Regions from separate parts of the Mus musculus genome. Here regions 1, 2, 3 and 4 are each linked to region 5. A link is a contact called in public HiChIP or PLAC-seq and promoter capture Hi-C data. All regions are on one chromosome and are shown on one strand. The core of a region is the stretch at or near the end of the contact, and the rest is flanking DNA. Distances in the headings are between cores, read along the strand shown.

Region 1 (2,700 bases), core at 35-2,534, 310 kb after region 5:
GCAGCTGCCGTTTCCCTCAGATCGATTCCCTTCTCACTTTTTTTTTTCAGCTGCTGGTTCCGCGGCTTGGATCGATGGAGCCGCCTCCCCCTCCCCTCTGAGCTTCCTCTCCCTGCTGCTCATTAGCACCCCGATTAATCAGCCCCCCTCTCCTCCCAGGACAAGTGCTTCCTCTCCCCCATGAGGACTCACACTTTTACACACCCCCAGGGGCCACAAGTGGACCATTTTTGCTACCCCCAAGCGGGAGGTGCCAACGTACCCCCCTCCCGGTGAGCCAATAGGGGCTTCCACTTCCTCTCGTGATGGTAACCCATGTGTCTGATTTCCCTCCAAGATAGCAGCCTGCAAGGCAACCCTGTCTAGCTCTGCCAGAGGACAGGACATTCTGGGCACTGATTTCCTTAGCATAGTATTTCCATTGAAGCCCCCACTCACCTTCCCACCGGCTCTAATAGCTCTCCTGGGCGCTTCATTTCCTTCTACCCTGCCTCTGAGCTCTTAGCTCCCCGGCCTGGCTCATCCAGATTCCCCTCCTCTCCCCCAAGCCTTGTCATAGCAAGGGATTTGGAGACTAAAGGACTAGTAAAGTGGCTACAGACAAGTGAGCCAGGCAGGGTGGCCTCTGCTTCAGTCACAAGAATGACTGAACCTGGGATATGGGGCAAAGTCAGAAAAAGGGAACCAGGGTCCCTCCTGGAAGGGGTAGGGATGCGGTGGATGTTGAAATCAGCAGCAAGGCTCTAGGGGAGGGGAGTCTGAGTGAAGCCACAGTTGTCTCTTCATCTCTCTTGCCTGCCCTCCCCTTCCTTCCCTCCCTCATTCAAACAAGTGGCTCTCACAAGGAGTTGCTGGAAGCTGCTTTGAGTGGGGCAGTGAGATCCCTGGAAGGCTGGAGTCAGGAGTCAAGGAAGCTGGGAAGTGGGGTTGATTGACCCTTCGTGGGGTGTGGTCCAGAAGAAGTGGCAAGGAATGGGCTGAGAAGTCAGCATAGCACCATTCCCAGTTTGGCCCGAGACTAGGCTATCCGTGGCCCCCACGCTTGACTAAGGTACAGCGAGAGAGTTTCAGAAGCACCCCTGATCCTGGAATCTCCATCCTGGGCTGGGGTAGGGTGGGGCTTTTCCCTCCCTGGCCTGGCTCCTGCCTCCCGTGCCAGTGCCCGACGGTGAAACGCTGTTGACATGTCCTGAATTATTAAGCACGGGGTGGGCTCCAGAGCACATGCTGAGCGGAGCGGCTGGGGCTGCGCGGCGTGGCGGAGCAGCGCTTGCTCCCTCGCTCACTCGCTTGCTCGCAGGGACACACGCAGGGGCTGACAGCTGTGCGGGTGCTGATAAGGGAAGCCACAAGGAGACGATCGAGGAGAGAGACAAGCGGCAGCAGAGGCAGCAGCGGCAGAGGCAGCGCCGGGGCTGCGGAGCTGCTGGGAGTGGGAGTGACGCCCCCACCTCGGGCCCCCACCCTGTCCCCGTCCTCCTCCTGGTTGCCCTGAGTTTAGAAGAGCAGCCGCTGCCGCCACCACCACTCCGGAGGGCACCAGGGCTGCTGTCCAGGGAGGGACAGTAGCAGTGAGGCTCTGGCCAGTCCCAGCAGCCGGGGACAGATGCCGATCGAGATTGTGTGCAAAATCAAATTTGCTGAGGAGGATGCAAAACCCAAGGAGAAGGAGGCAGGGGATGAACAGAGCCTCCTGGGGGCTGCTCAGGGGCCAGCAGCCCCTCGGGACCTGGCCACCTTTGCCAGCACCAGCACTCTGCATGGGCTGGGCCGGGCCTGTGGCCCTGGCCCCCATGGACTGCGCAGAACCCTGTGGGCACTGGCCCTACTCACCTCACTGGCTGCCTTTCTGTACCAGGCAGCCAGCCTGGCCAGGGGCTACCTGACCCGGCCTCACCTGGTAGCCATGGACCCTGCTGCCCCAGCCCCAGTGGCGGGTTTTCCGGCTGTCACCCTCTGCAACATCAACCGCTTCCGGCACTCGGCACTCAGCGATGCTGATATCTTCCACCTGGCCAATCTGACAGGGCTGCCCCCCAAAGACCGGGACGGGCACCGTGCAGCTGGCCTTCGCTATCCAGAGCCTGACATGGTAGACATCCTCAACCGCACTGGCCACCAGCTTGCTGACATGCTCAAGAGCTGCAACTTCAGTGGGCACCACTGCTCCGCCAGCAACTTCTCTGTGGTGAGTTCTACCAGCTGGGCCACCTGAACCTGGGGTGGCCAGAAGCTAAGGTGGGGGGTGGAGGGTAGTACGTGAGGGTATCCTCAACAGGGCTTCCCTTCCTTCTGCCACCAGAGGCGGGCCTCGTGTCTCCCTCAGCTGGTGTTTCCCTCTGGCTCCTCAGTCCAGGAGCAGTGGATGCTCAGAAGGGCTTACCCCGTGGCACAGCTCCTTCTCCTCCTCTTCTGCTGCTGCTGCTGCTGCTGCTGCAGTGTTCAAGGTTCAGGGGCCAGGGCTATTCCTCGGGATGGACTCAGGGCCCTGAAGCTGGTCTTCATCCCAAGGCCAGACAGACTGAGCCCCACTTTGTTCTTGTTCTCCTTTTCTTCGGGGGCTACTGGATTCTTCTTCCCACCAAATCAAAGTGACAGGGAGAGGGTTGCTAGAGGGGAGAGGTGTCCCTGTCTAAGGAAGAACTGGAGGGGGGCGGGGGGAGAAGGGCTGCCTTCTGGGGAGCTGGCCCGGCCAGCCAG
Region 2 (2,700 bases), core at 54-2,553, 290 kb before region 5:
ACCAATGCCTAAGGTTCACTAAGACTCCTGGAAGGGAAGCCACAGACAGCAGACTGGAGGGTCCTACAAGACACACTGAAGTGGCCCAGGACAAGCGGTTCTCACAACCTGCCGATAAGGCTCAAAGTCTGGGATCAAGGCCTATGTGGTCCGTAGCAGGAATGGAGGGGTCCAGAGAAACCGGCAGCTCCCAGTATAATAGCTGGCAGCTGGAGTGGGAACAGCTAGAGTCTGAGCACAAGGAAGCTGTCTACTGGTTAAAATCCATCTCAACTAGGACCCCGGATCTTGACTGGAAGTTGAGCCAACCGATTTCCACACAGTAGACCCCAGACTGGGGCCTTCAACTAAACCAATTTCCAGAGTTCCCTGGAGTCCAACCATCCATCACGCATGCAAGGGTGAGATGAATGTGTTGTTGGGACAACCAATCAAAAATGAGCTGTCCAGGGGTCAGAGTCAGAAGCAGGGAATCAAGTACAGACTCATTAGGTTGTCTTTAGACTTCCCCCTGTTCCTGCTCCGTGAAGCAAAGACACACATCCTTCCCTCTGCCAAGGAGAAAGGGTGCATTTGCTCGGTTGCTCAGAGTCTCACACACTAGCATTCTCTTACAGATCAGGAATGAGCCTGCAGCAGTCTCCTCCACCCCACCCTACCCCCGTCCCCAAGGGGGGGGGGGCGATGAAGAGGATAGCAAGCGGACATCCAGATGGGCGAAGCCGGAAGGTGCAACTGGGGTGTCTCGATGAGGGCAAGCTGCCATATTGCCCACTAAACAAACTCAAAGGTGAGCGAATGATAGGCTGTTCCCATGGCTTCTATACTGCGGCTTGGACCCAGTGTATCACAGTGTATCAAAACATTCAGACCCATGGTCTTGGGATCTGGAGGAAGAGATGGGAAGGACCATTTTCACCTCACTTCAACCCCCTGCTCAGCCAGAAAAAGAGACCTCAGAATCACACACACCCCCTCTCTCCTTTTCCTCCTTTCCCCCCTTTTCCCCCTTTGGGAAAAGGTAAGGGACTGAAGACTCCAGGCGGTGGGTAAGGCGGTACAGTAGATTAGTATGCAACATCCTATTGGTTAGAGGAGCTGCCGATCAAAGAAAACTAGAGTCAGGATTGGCTGCGTGAGGCGGGGCGCGGCGTGGCGAAAGAAGGGGCCCAAGGGGTGGGGCTGACGCTGCAGCTGGCGCAGCTTCGGCTCAGAGCAGCCGCCGCGGCGCAGCAGAGCGGCTCCATCCCCCGCCCGTCCGCGCGCCCGGGCCGGGGCTAGGCCCCCCACCGCCGGGTCCCCCGGGGCTGCAGCAGCAGCGGCGCCGCCCGCGGTTCCCGCTGGGGCCCGGGCGCCGGCCCCGCTCTGCAGGATGGGCACGGTGCTGTCGCTTTCCCCTGCTTCCTCGGCCAAGGGCCGGAGGCCGGGAGGGCTGCCGGAGGAGAAAAAGAAGGCGCCGCCCGCGGGGGACGAGGCGCTGGGGGGCTACGGCGCGCCGCCGGCCGGCAAGGGCGGCAAAGGCGAGAGCCGGCTCAAACGGCCGTCCGTGCTCATCTCGGCGCTCACCTGGAAGCGCCTAGTGGCAGCCTCGGCCAAGAAGAAGAAAGGCAGCAAAAAGGTGACGCCCAAGCCAGCGTCCACCGGTCCCGACCCTCTGGTCCAGCAACGCAACCGCGAGAACCTTCTCCGCAAGGGCCGCGACGGCCCCGACGGTGGCGGAACAGCCAAGCCCCTGGCCGTGCCGGTGCCCACGGTGCCCACGACCGCTGCCACCTGCGAGCCCCCGTCGGGGGGCAGCGCAGCCGCCCCTCCACCAGGCTCAGGCGGGGGAAAGCCGCCGCCGCCGCCACCCCCAGCCCCGCAGGCGGCACCGCCGGCGCCCGGAGGCTCGCCGCGGCGGGTCATCGTGCAGGCGTCTACCGGCGAGCTGCTCCGCTGCCTCGGCGACTTCGTGTGCCGACGCTGCTACCGCCTCAAGGAGCTGAGCCCCGGCGAGCTGGTGGGCTGGTTCCGCGGCGTGGACCGCTCGCTGCTGCTGCAGGGCTGGCAAGACCAGGCCTTCATTACCCCCGCCAACCTGGTGTTCGTGTACCTGCTGTGCCGGGAGTCGCTTCGTGGGGACGAGCTGGCGTCGGCCGCGGAACTGCAGGCCGCCTTCCTCACCTGCCTCTACCTCGCCTACTCCTACATGGGCAACGAGATCTCCTACCCGCTCAAGCCGTTCCTCGTGGAGCCCGACAAGGAGCGCTTCTGGCAGCGCTGCCTGCGCCTCATCCAGCGGCTCAGCCCGCAGATGCTGCGACTCAACGCCGACCCCCACTTCTTCACGCAAGTCTTTCAAGACCTCAAGAACGAGGGCGAGGCCGCGGCGAGCACCGGGGGTCCACCGAGCGGAAGCAGCGCGTCCACCACCTCCTCCTCGAGCGCCAGGGACAGCTGCGCGACCGGAGCCAAGCACTGGACTATGAACTTGGACCGCTAGGGATTCCCAGGGGCCGCGCCCGCCCCCCGCCCCAGCCCCTCACACACACCCGGAAACCCCGGGACCATCAAGCCACCGTCGCTATTACCGCTGCTCTATGCCCAGGCTGGGCCGAGGAGGAGCCGCCCCTGCCCCACAGGGGAAGGTGGAGGCTAGGACGCCAGAGGCCGCGGTGTCTGGATTTACTGGGCGTGGGGTGGGCGTGGGGGATGATCGCG
Region 3 (2,700 bases), core at 139-2,638, 360 kb after region 5:
AGCTTGAAGTGGCTGCTGTCCCATACTTCGTCCAAGGCCATCCCATCCTTCTCCCAGTACAGCTTGGGCTCCGGAAGGCCTCCCACCTGGCACGTCAGCACCACCTCCTCCCCTCGCAGCACCCACTGGGACTGGGGCCCCGTCAGGAACTTCGGGGCGCCCTCCCCGGTGCCCGGTGTTGGCAGCGGACACTCGGAGGACTCGGGCTCCGGCTCGGGGGCCGGGGGTTCCAGCACGGTGACGGCGGCCGCCGCGTAGGCCTCTCCGGCCGCGTTGCGGGCGCGGCACACGTAGACCCCGGCGTCGGTGGGCAGCGCGCCGCTCAGCAGCAGGCCGTGCTCGGCGCCGTCCTCCGGAAAGCTTAGGCGCTCGGAGGCCACCAGCTGCTGCCCGCCTTTCTCCCACACGACAGTGGGCGGCGGCTCTCCCAGGACCACGCATTTGAGCTCGGCCTCCGCTCCACTTACCACCCGCACGGGCCGCGGGAAGCGTAGGAAACACGGGGGGCTCCCCTGATCCCCTGATCCGGCCTTCATTGCGGCCGCTGCAGATGGCTCGCCTGGGCGCGCGGGAAGGCCGGGAGCCGAGACCAGGGCGTGGCGGAGCGGGCGCCGGGACCGGTGGGACTCCTGTGACCGCTCGCCTCTTTACCCTGGACCCTGGCCGCAGCCCTGCTACGCGGCAATTCCCGGGCCGGGAGCCCAGAGCTCAGGGGGCTGTCCTTCCTGTTTGCCTGCTCAGCGAGGGGCCCTACAGCCTAGACTGCCCGCGGCCGGGCTTCCTGCTCTTGGGAGTCTCTCTTTCCAGCCCCCTCCCACAGCCTGGGCCTCTTTCTCCTCCCTCCCTCCCACCTCCGGCCTCCAGGTCTCCAACTGCGGGCCTGGCTTGGGCTTGAGTGACTTTGTCGCCTGCAGCTGCCAATCCCAAAAATATTCTCTGATGACACAGCTGGAGGACAAGAGCTCAGACTGGCTCCTCCAGGCTAAGTATAGAGCAGGCGGGACCACCTGCCCTCGGCCCAGAGCCTCAACCCTAGGTCTACCCTCCCACGTTGGCCTAGCAGCTGCTAGGATTGAAAAGAGCGCCAGAAAGTCTGAGGGGGGTGGTGCATTCTGTCCTTCTGACAAATGATTTGATGACTGGTCAACCTTAAGCACCCAGGCACCTGTGGTACCTGATGTAGATTCTATGTGTGTGTGTGTGTGTGTGTGTGTGTGTGTGTGTGTGTGTGTGTGTGTGTATTTGAGGAGTGGGTTGTATGCTTGCCTGAATGGGTCAGGTCACTTGGGGTGAATACCCATCACAGCCCCTTCCCCCACATTCTTGGCGGGAGTGGGAGATAAGGCTCAGGGCCACAGACATCTGCGTCAGAGATAGGAGGTCTCAATGCCATGGGCAGGGGCGACTGGGACTGTGGGGCGTGGGAAGGACTGGGGGAGACTGGGGTGAGAAGGGTAGAAGAAGGCCAGCAGTGGGATGGGGAGGGGACAGTGGGGAGGTCCTAGACAGAAAGGGCACAGGGCAGCGTGTGGGTTCCCTGTCATCAGGGCAAGTGAACTATGGTGAGCCAGCGGTCTCTGCTGCTCCTTTTGCTGTTGACCCTACGGGATGTGGACAGCTGCCAGGGACCCGAACTTGTCCGGGAGCTCGTCCTGGCCAAGGTGAAGGCTCTATTCCTAGATGCCTTGGGGCCCCCAGCAATGGATGGGGAAGGTGGGGATCCTGGAATAAGGCGTCTGCCTCGAAGACATGCCGTTGGGGGTTTCATGCACAGGACCTCTGAACCAGAGGAGGAAGATGTCTCCCAGGCTATCCTTTTCCCAGCTACAGGTAATGAAGTTGGGGATTGGCAGGTCAACTTTGAAGAGTAGCCGGTACCTACTTCATGGGCTTGGGAATCAGGCAGCTCTGGGTATGAATGGCAGCCCCACAACTCAGCTGGCTTTGCGGCAAGGGGCCAGTTCCTAAGCCCCTCTGATCGACATCAAACAGGTGGTAGCCTCTACCTCAACATCAGATAGGTGGTAGCCTCTACTTCTCAAGCGGGACTGATCCAGTGAGCCTAGCATGCCTGGAATACAAAAGGGGAAGCTAAGGCTCTGTAGAGACAGCTTCTGTTGCTGCCTGTGGTCTGTCCTGCGTTTTGTGCCCCCTACTCTCCCCAAGCCCCATCTGGCTCACTCTGAGGTCTCCTCGCTTCCCTGCCTTCATCTCCAGGCAGCGTAGTAGTAGTACCGAAAGTATGGATTTCATATCAAGTGGAATCCCAGTCTTGCCACTTACTAGCTGACTGTCAGCCGCCTCAGTGTCTTGTCTTGAGAATGGATCAGTTGTTAGAATTTGTAACGCGAGGGACTGTGTTCTAGTACGGCCCCAATTGCAGTCTTGACTACAGCTGGCCCATAATATTTCCCATAGTCTGTGTCCACTGGACCAGAAATGGCAGCTACACTTCCCTGGGAAGGGCTGACCTCTGCTCTCTTCTCCTTTCCCTTCCATTCTTTCTCTTTTCCTCCTCCTCTGTCTTCGTTAGTTTATGCATATGCCTGGAAATGCGGGGAGGTCAGAGGTTGACCCTGAACATCTTCCTTAGTCACTCTCCACCATTGTTTTTGAGTCAGTCTCTCACTGAACCAGGACCTCACTAATTAGTTAGCCTGACGGGTGTCTGTCTCCTCGGTCCTGTGAGATCGCATCCAG
Region 4 (2,700 bases), core at 174-2,673, 430 kb before region 5:
GATTGACTTATTATATGTAAGTACACTGCAGCTGTCTTCAGACGCACCAGAAGAGGGCATCAGATCTCATTATGGGTGGCTGTGAGCCACCATGTGGTTGCTGGGACCTTCGGAAGAGCAGTTGGGTGCTCTCACCCACTGAGTCATCTCACCAGCCCGGTGGTACACACTTTTAATTCCAGCACTTAGAGACAGAAGCAGGCAGGTCTCTTGAGTTCCAGCCTGGTCTACAGAACAAGGTCCAGGACAGTTGGAGCTACACAGAGAAACCCTGTCTCAAACCAACCAAACAACCCAACAACAACAAAAGAAAACGAAACTTCCAATATACATAAAACAGTTCATGAAACAACACTTGGTTATTTTTCCCCCTTTGGGGCAAATTTTCTGTCCCATTTTATTCTTTTTGCTTTATTGGAATAGTCTGAAGCCAGGCCATGTAGGTAGGCAGTCCTTTTTAAAAATACAAATTTAAAAACTTATGGTATGTGTATGGGTGTGTTTCCTGCATATTGTCTGTGTGCCACTTGCATGCTTGGTGCACACAGAGGGGTTTCGGAGGCTGTGAACTTCCCCTCTGGAAGAGCAGCCATCTCTTCAGCCCTTCCTCTTTTTAAAAAATTGTTGTTATTAGTTTAGTTTTTTTGTTTTTTGTTTTTTGTTTTTTGTTTTTTGAGACAGAGTTTGATTATCTACCTCTAGCTGACCTGGAACTTGCTATGTAGACCAGGCTGACCTGGGACTCACAGAGTTCACTTGCCTCTGCCTCACAAATGCTGAAATTAGAGGCTTGCGCAACCATAACTGGTTCAAAATCCTTAATGCCTGCACTCTGGAGGTTGGGGCAGGAAGGTGGAGGATTGAGCCCAGCCTGGCCTACACGTCTTCAAACAAAACAAAACGGGAAAAAGAAAACAAAATCAAATCCCCAAATCTGTTCTCAAAAGCAGAAATGATACTCTTAAAAAAAAAAAATCCCTAATACCGCAATTTGTTTTGTTTTTCCTCCTCTCTGGGCCTCACGTGACTGCTGTCCCAGGTCCACAATCAGCTTCAGCCTCTGGGGAACAGCAGCGCGTTCCCGGGCCATCTGGAAAGTGAGGGACACCAGAGATGGCGCTCTGCAGGTCAAGCAAAGGCAAGCCTAGCTGGGTGGGGCCTGAGGGACTTGGAAGTTGACTGCTGTGCTCCATCTCACGACTGAGAGCCAGCGAAGTTCTTGAGAGTCCGTGGATGAGGAGGCTGCTAACTCCAGAGAGCTCCCTAGTTCATCTTGTCCACCTCTGCCTGCCTTCTTAGTAGAGGTCTTGCAGCTGGAGAAGGCGGCGTTTGTGTGTTCAGGACAGATCCTGATTGGAAGGGGTTATGAAAGGATCTGGCTAGTCCTCTATTGGCCCGCCCCGGGACCACCTCTGCCTTTAAAGTCGCCAGGTCGCAAAGCCCGAGTTCTGTCTGCCTCCTTGCCTGGATAGGGCTCATAGTCTCTGGATCTAAACTCTTGGCTTCTCGGGCACGATCCATGGCTGCGTGGAGCCGCACGAGGCTGAGATGGACGCTCCTGGACCCGCGTGTGGTGGGCCGTGGCCTCTGCCCACAAGGGGCCAGAGCCAAGGCCACGATCCCTGCAGCCCTCCAGGCACAGGAGAGTACGGAGGGTCCAGGAACAGGTCAAGACCGGCCGCGCCTGCGGAGTCCGGCGGAGCTTCCGGGGACCGGAACGCTACAATTTTTATTCCAGCTATTTCTACAAGGCTATGTGCTGCACTTGCCCGACCTCCAGGTAACCATCGGACAGAGGCATCGCCACCTGGGTCTGGGCACTGGGACAGAAAAAGAAGCTGGCTATGGGAGAGAAGAGGGATAAACAGTAAATAGAACTTAGCTCGCCACTGTCTGAGGCTCGAGCCATAAACTGGAAGGGCATGCAGGGTGCAGAGAGAATCCTTTGAGCTAAAACAGGCGATGGGTGTCACCGATCAAGAGATCATCATCAATGTGGTGGGCACAAGTTGGGAAAGGAAGAGGTTGCGTTGGGAGAGAATGACTCATGCTAGTGTATACAGTGCCCGGTGTTGGGGGAACCCTGTTACTTCAGAGATGCCATTCCCCTCCTGCTTCTTCCAAAGGAGTTAACTTTGGAAGCTACTTTGCAATCTGTAGGACACATTTGTCCACAGAAGAAAAAAACAAAAAACAAAAAAAGATTGCTTCTCAGGGAGTGAAAGAAAACACATTAGGGAGCAGGCAAAGGAATTTCTGATGTAATTGCACCTCGACACCCTGCCAGACGGAGAGGAGGGTGAGGATGGGGACAGAGAAAGAGAAATCCAGCAGCCAGGAAAGTTTGTCTGTGTAGCTATCCCTGTCAGACTCAGGAGGTACTGAGAGATGATTTAAAATAACAAAGCAAAACAAACCATTCCCTGGGACTGGAGAGAGGGCTCCATGGTTAGGAGGACATCTCTCTTTTCCAGAGGACCTGAGTCAGTCAGCACCCTTGTCAGTCAGTTTACAACCACCCAGGGGAATCTGATGTCTCTGCCCTTCCAGGACCATGCACTCATGAGCACATACCTGCTGACACACACGTGCATAGTTAAAAAGAATACAAATTGTAAGCAAGCAAGCAAGCAAGCAAGCAAGCAAGCAAGCAAGCAAGCAAGCAAGCAGGAAGCCTGGCATGGTGGCGCAACACTTACC
Region 5 (2,700 bases), core at 3-2,502:
TCCAGCAGGAGCCCAGTCAGGTCCATCGCACTGTCAGCCGCCACCCTGCGAAGGTGGAGGGAAAGGGAAGGAATCGTAAGTGACCCCAGAGCCGTGCTCACCCGTTGGCCCACCTCTCCCGAAAGGGCCACCGCCCGACTGCGCGCAGCCTCCTCCCTTCTCGCAGGCGGCCGTGGGACGCCTCTTCCTGTTCCGCGTGCGACTGGGCCTCCCGGCGCCCGACGACAGGCGCGGCGCTCACCAGGCGAACCAGGAGGTACGAGGGCCAGCAGTGTTCTCAGCCCGTGCCGCGTTCGCTAGGCGTTTATAAGCTGCGGGAGTGAGTGTCACCGACGAGTCTGCGCGCCCGGCAGGAAGTGCCTCCTGCCTTGCCCAACCTGAGAGCTCCGGGTCTCCGGAGCTATGAGCACCGGGGGCAATTGTAATACGGTTCCCAGGGGACCGCGACACACCAAGGGTGAACGCGCTGACCAGGCTTTGTAGTCGTGGTACAGATAGTAACGAGCCTAACACAAAGGCAACGCGGCGAGTTGTTTCCTGGGTTTTAGGGAAGACGCACTCAATCAGCAATGCCCAGGAAAGATGAACAAGAAACTTACCGTAGGTGGGAGAACTGTGAACAAGGTGGGAGGGAATCTGTTGAATCTTTATGCCCCTTAGAAGTTTGAAACTGTAACACTCGAATACATACTGTATTCTGTATGGTTACTCCAGCAATTAAATGATCTCAAAAGATATAAAGCCTCAATGTACGATGTTAAACAGGTCTCCCCAAAGCAAACAGCGCCTGGATGTTTTATTTCCAAACACTCCTTCCACACAATTTGCGGCTGAGAGATTTTGGGAAGAGAGAGGGCCGACGCTCCAAGAAGGAAGAAACAACTTTTCGAAGTTGGTGAAGCTGCTTTGAAGTCATTAAAGTCACGCGCTGGTGTTTGTTTATCCGCTGAGGGGAGGGGACTGGAGGCGAAGAGGGTTGAGTAATGGGGATGGCACCGCCCTTCCCGATCCCAAGCAGATTGTAGTCAAGATCCTGGGGGCCTGAAAGCCCACTCACTGCCTCTGGGCAGTGCCTCACGCGACAAAGAGGTCTCCAGCCGCCCTGTAAACACCGGGAGAAGACCTCAGGCCTCGCAGCCTCAACGCCCGCCCCGGATCACCCCTCCAGCACCCTGGAAGCACACCTTCGTGGGTGCAGGATCACGACAGCGGCCAACGCGCACGCGCGGGCGTCCCATCCGGGCTGTTAGGGCACGTCACGTGGCATCGCGCTTCATCACGTGACGCTTGACCGCAGGTTTTTTTGCTCGCCCGTGCGTGCGCCCCCTTCCGTCTGACGCGCCCCCGGCGGCGGCCGCGCAGCCCTGGCTCCTCGCGGGCTCGGGCAGCGGCTGCGGCGCGGTGATGGCGAGCAGCGGTGGCGGTAACACCGGCGCGGGTGGCACCTCGGGGCTGGGCCTGGGCCTGGGGCTGAGCCTCGGCATGGGTGAGGCCACTGGCGACGCGGAGGAGGAGGCGGCCGCAGCCGAGGCAGTGGGACGTTTAGCTACGTCCCTGTGGCTGCGGCTCCGCGGCTGGGAGGCGGTGCTGGCGGCCGCACAGCGACTGCTGGTTTGGGAGAAGCCGCTGCACAGCCTGGTCACGGCGGCCACACTCAACGGCCTCTTCTGGTAACGGCCACGGAGGAGGGGGCGGGGCCGGGCTGCGCGGGAGAGCGGGGGCGGGAGGACCGGGTGCTCCCTCCCTTGGAGGGCTGTCAGCGTCTGGGGCGGTGATCCTGCACCAGGTGGCCCCATTTTTTAGTCTCTTAGTGACTGGGTGAGGCTTAGAGGGCCATCTCCCCATCCATGGGTCTTTCTGTGATTTTCGATGGATTTGGGAGCCTCAACTGAGATGCCTGTCTCCCTAAGGTTGTTGTCTTCGTCGTCCCTCCGGCCCTTCTTCCTGCTCAGCATCTCACTTTTGACCTATTTTCTACTGGATCTCTGGCATCCTCGCTTTCTCCCTGACGTTTCAGGTGAGTTTCTTCATTCCACATGCACTGTATGCACCTGCTCCGTGCATCACCCTGCTACTTGAGGGGAGGCACAGGAAGGCCATTTATCTCCTAAGGCATCCTGTATGCCCTTCCATCGTTTTTTTTTTTTTTTTTTTTTTTTTTAAGAAAATTGCCTGAAATGAGAATTGTTTCTTTTCCAAAATTAATGTTCTTGTGAGTTTAGTAGTCAAAACTATATAGCATTTAAAGCTGGGTTCAGAAACAGCATATCGTACACCTTGTAGTTGGTGGGTAAAGGGAATGCTCTGGACTTCACATAGTGGTTCAGGCCTGGAAGCGAGAGACAGAGGGATTACTGAAAAATTGAGACCAAGAATGTTAAAGAGAGGCAGCTCTTTCTGACTTTGGATCTGTCTCTAAGTGCTTCTTGTATTCTTAACTTACCCCACACCCTTTTCTCCATAGCACCACCCCCTGAAGAACCACACTCTGACAGGTGAGTATAGGCCACCTTTTAAAGAAGATGCCCAAATGTGGTCTGCTTGCTGTGCTCAGCTCAAAGAGGAGCAGGGCTGTGGCTTGTGCAGGCATAGGCCCAGTGTAATGAAGGGACTTACAGCAAGCAAAAGTATGCCTGGCTCTAGGCTTCTTTGTATGCAAACGCTGTGTTCCTTCTCCCGTGGAGGTAGAGGGTTGAGTAC

The links. Promoter capture Hi-C pulls out the DNA fragments that hold promoters and counts their contacts. HiChIP or PLAC-seq counts read pairs in DNA pulled down with a chosen protein or histone mark. Capture Hi-C pulls out chosen DNA fragments and counts their contacts.
Region 1: a contact with region 5 is called in a promoter capture Hi-C map of embryonic stem cells. The contact joins the promoter of Asic4 here to the promoter of Cnppd1 in region 5. A contact is called at or near these places in 13 of 39 promoter capture datasets (the 3T3-L1 cell line, 3T3-L1-derived adipocytes, the C10 cell line and 7 more), 9 of 484 Hi-C or Micro-C datasets (the G1E-ER4 cell line, the HL-1 cell line, cortical neurons and 3 more), 5 of 115 datasets of contacts at active chromatin or transcription factors (embryonic forebrain, embryonic stem cells, neural progenitor cells and 1 more) and 2 of 9 other capture datasets (adipose tissue and liver).
Region 2: a contact with region 5 is called in an HNF4G HiChIP or PLAC-seq map of pancreatic cancer cells. The contact joins the promoter of Cdk5r2 here to the promoter of Cnppd1 in region 5. A contact is called at or near these places in 5 of 39 promoter capture datasets (cranial neural crest, embryonic stem cells, frontonasal cranial neural crest and 2 more), 4 of 115 datasets of contacts at active chromatin or transcription factors (embryonic limb bud, embryonic stem cells, forebrain and 1 more) and 2 of 9 other capture datasets (adipose tissue and pancreatic islet).
Region 3: a contact with region 5 is called in a promoter capture Hi-C map of adipose tissue. The contact joins the promoter of Inha here to the promoter of Cnppd1 in region 5. A contact is called at or near these places in 3 of 39 promoter capture datasets (the 3T3-L1 cell line, 3T3-L1-derived adipocytes and pre-B cells), 1 of 484 Hi-C or Micro-C datasets (erythroblasts), 3 of 115 datasets of contacts at active chromatin or transcription factors (double positive thymocytes, embryonic stem cells and extraembryonic endoderm stem cells) and 3 of 9 other capture datasets (adipose tissue, liver and pancreatic islet).
Region 4: a contact with region 5 is called in a promoter capture Hi-C map of adipose tissue. The contact joins the promoter of Cyp27a1 here to the promoter of Cnppd1 in region 5. A contact is called at or near these places in 6 of 39 promoter capture datasets (the C10 cell line, embryonic stem cells, hippocampal neurons and 1 more), 2 of 115 datasets of contacts at active chromatin or transcription factors (both in bone marrow-derived macrophages) and 2 of 9 other capture datasets (adipose tissue and liver).

The regions. Positions count from the first base shown.
Region 1 is chr1:75,449,226-75,451,925 of GRCm38.p6, forward strand. Asic4 (acid-sensing (proton-gated) ion channel family member 4) reads left to right here and starts at 1,285. Exons shown (of 10, transcript NM_183022.3): 1 at 1,285-2,188. The coding sequence starts at 1,607.
Region 2 is chr1:74,853,726-74,856,425 of GRCm38.p6, forward strand. It overlaps Cdk5r2 (cyclin-dependent kinase 5, regulatory subunit 2 (p39)), which reads left to right and starts at 1,304. Exons shown (of 1, transcript NM_009872.3): 1 at 1,304-2,700. The coding sequence starts at 1,373. The coding sequence ends at 2,482. Gm16582 (predicted gene 16582) reads left to right here. Exons shown (of 4, transcript NR_151618.1): 2 at 618-790.
Region 3 is chr1:75,505,689-75,508,388 of GRCm38.p6, forward strand. Inha (inhibin alpha) reads left to right here and starts at 1,389. Exons shown (of 2, transcript NM_010564.5): 1 at 1,389-1,830. The coding sequence starts at 1,560. It overlaps Obsl1 (obscurin-like 1), which reads right to left and starts at 764. Exons shown (of 20, transcript NM_178884.5): 1 at 1-764. The coding sequence starts at 536.
Region 4 is chr1:74,712,112-74,714,811 of GRCm38.p6, forward strand. It overlaps Cyp27a1 (cytochrome P450, family 27, subfamily a, polypeptide 1), which reads left to right and starts at 1,424. Exons shown (of 9, transcript NM_024264.5): 1 at 1,424-1,780. The coding sequence starts at 1,520.
Region 5 is chr1:75,141,459-75,144,158 of GRCm38.p6, forward strand. It overlaps Cnppd1 (cyclin Pas1/PHO80 domain containing 1), which reads right to left and starts at 1,253. Exons shown (of 10, transcript NM_026977.3): 1 at 1,185-1,253; 2 at 600-1,102; 3 at 1-45. The coding sequence starts at 26. It overlaps Retreg2 (reticulophagy regulator family member 2), which reads left to right and starts at 1,328. Exons shown (of 9, transcript NM_170755.2): 1 at 1,328-1,670; 2 at 1,911-2,017; 3 at 2,465-2,495. The coding sequence starts at 1,405.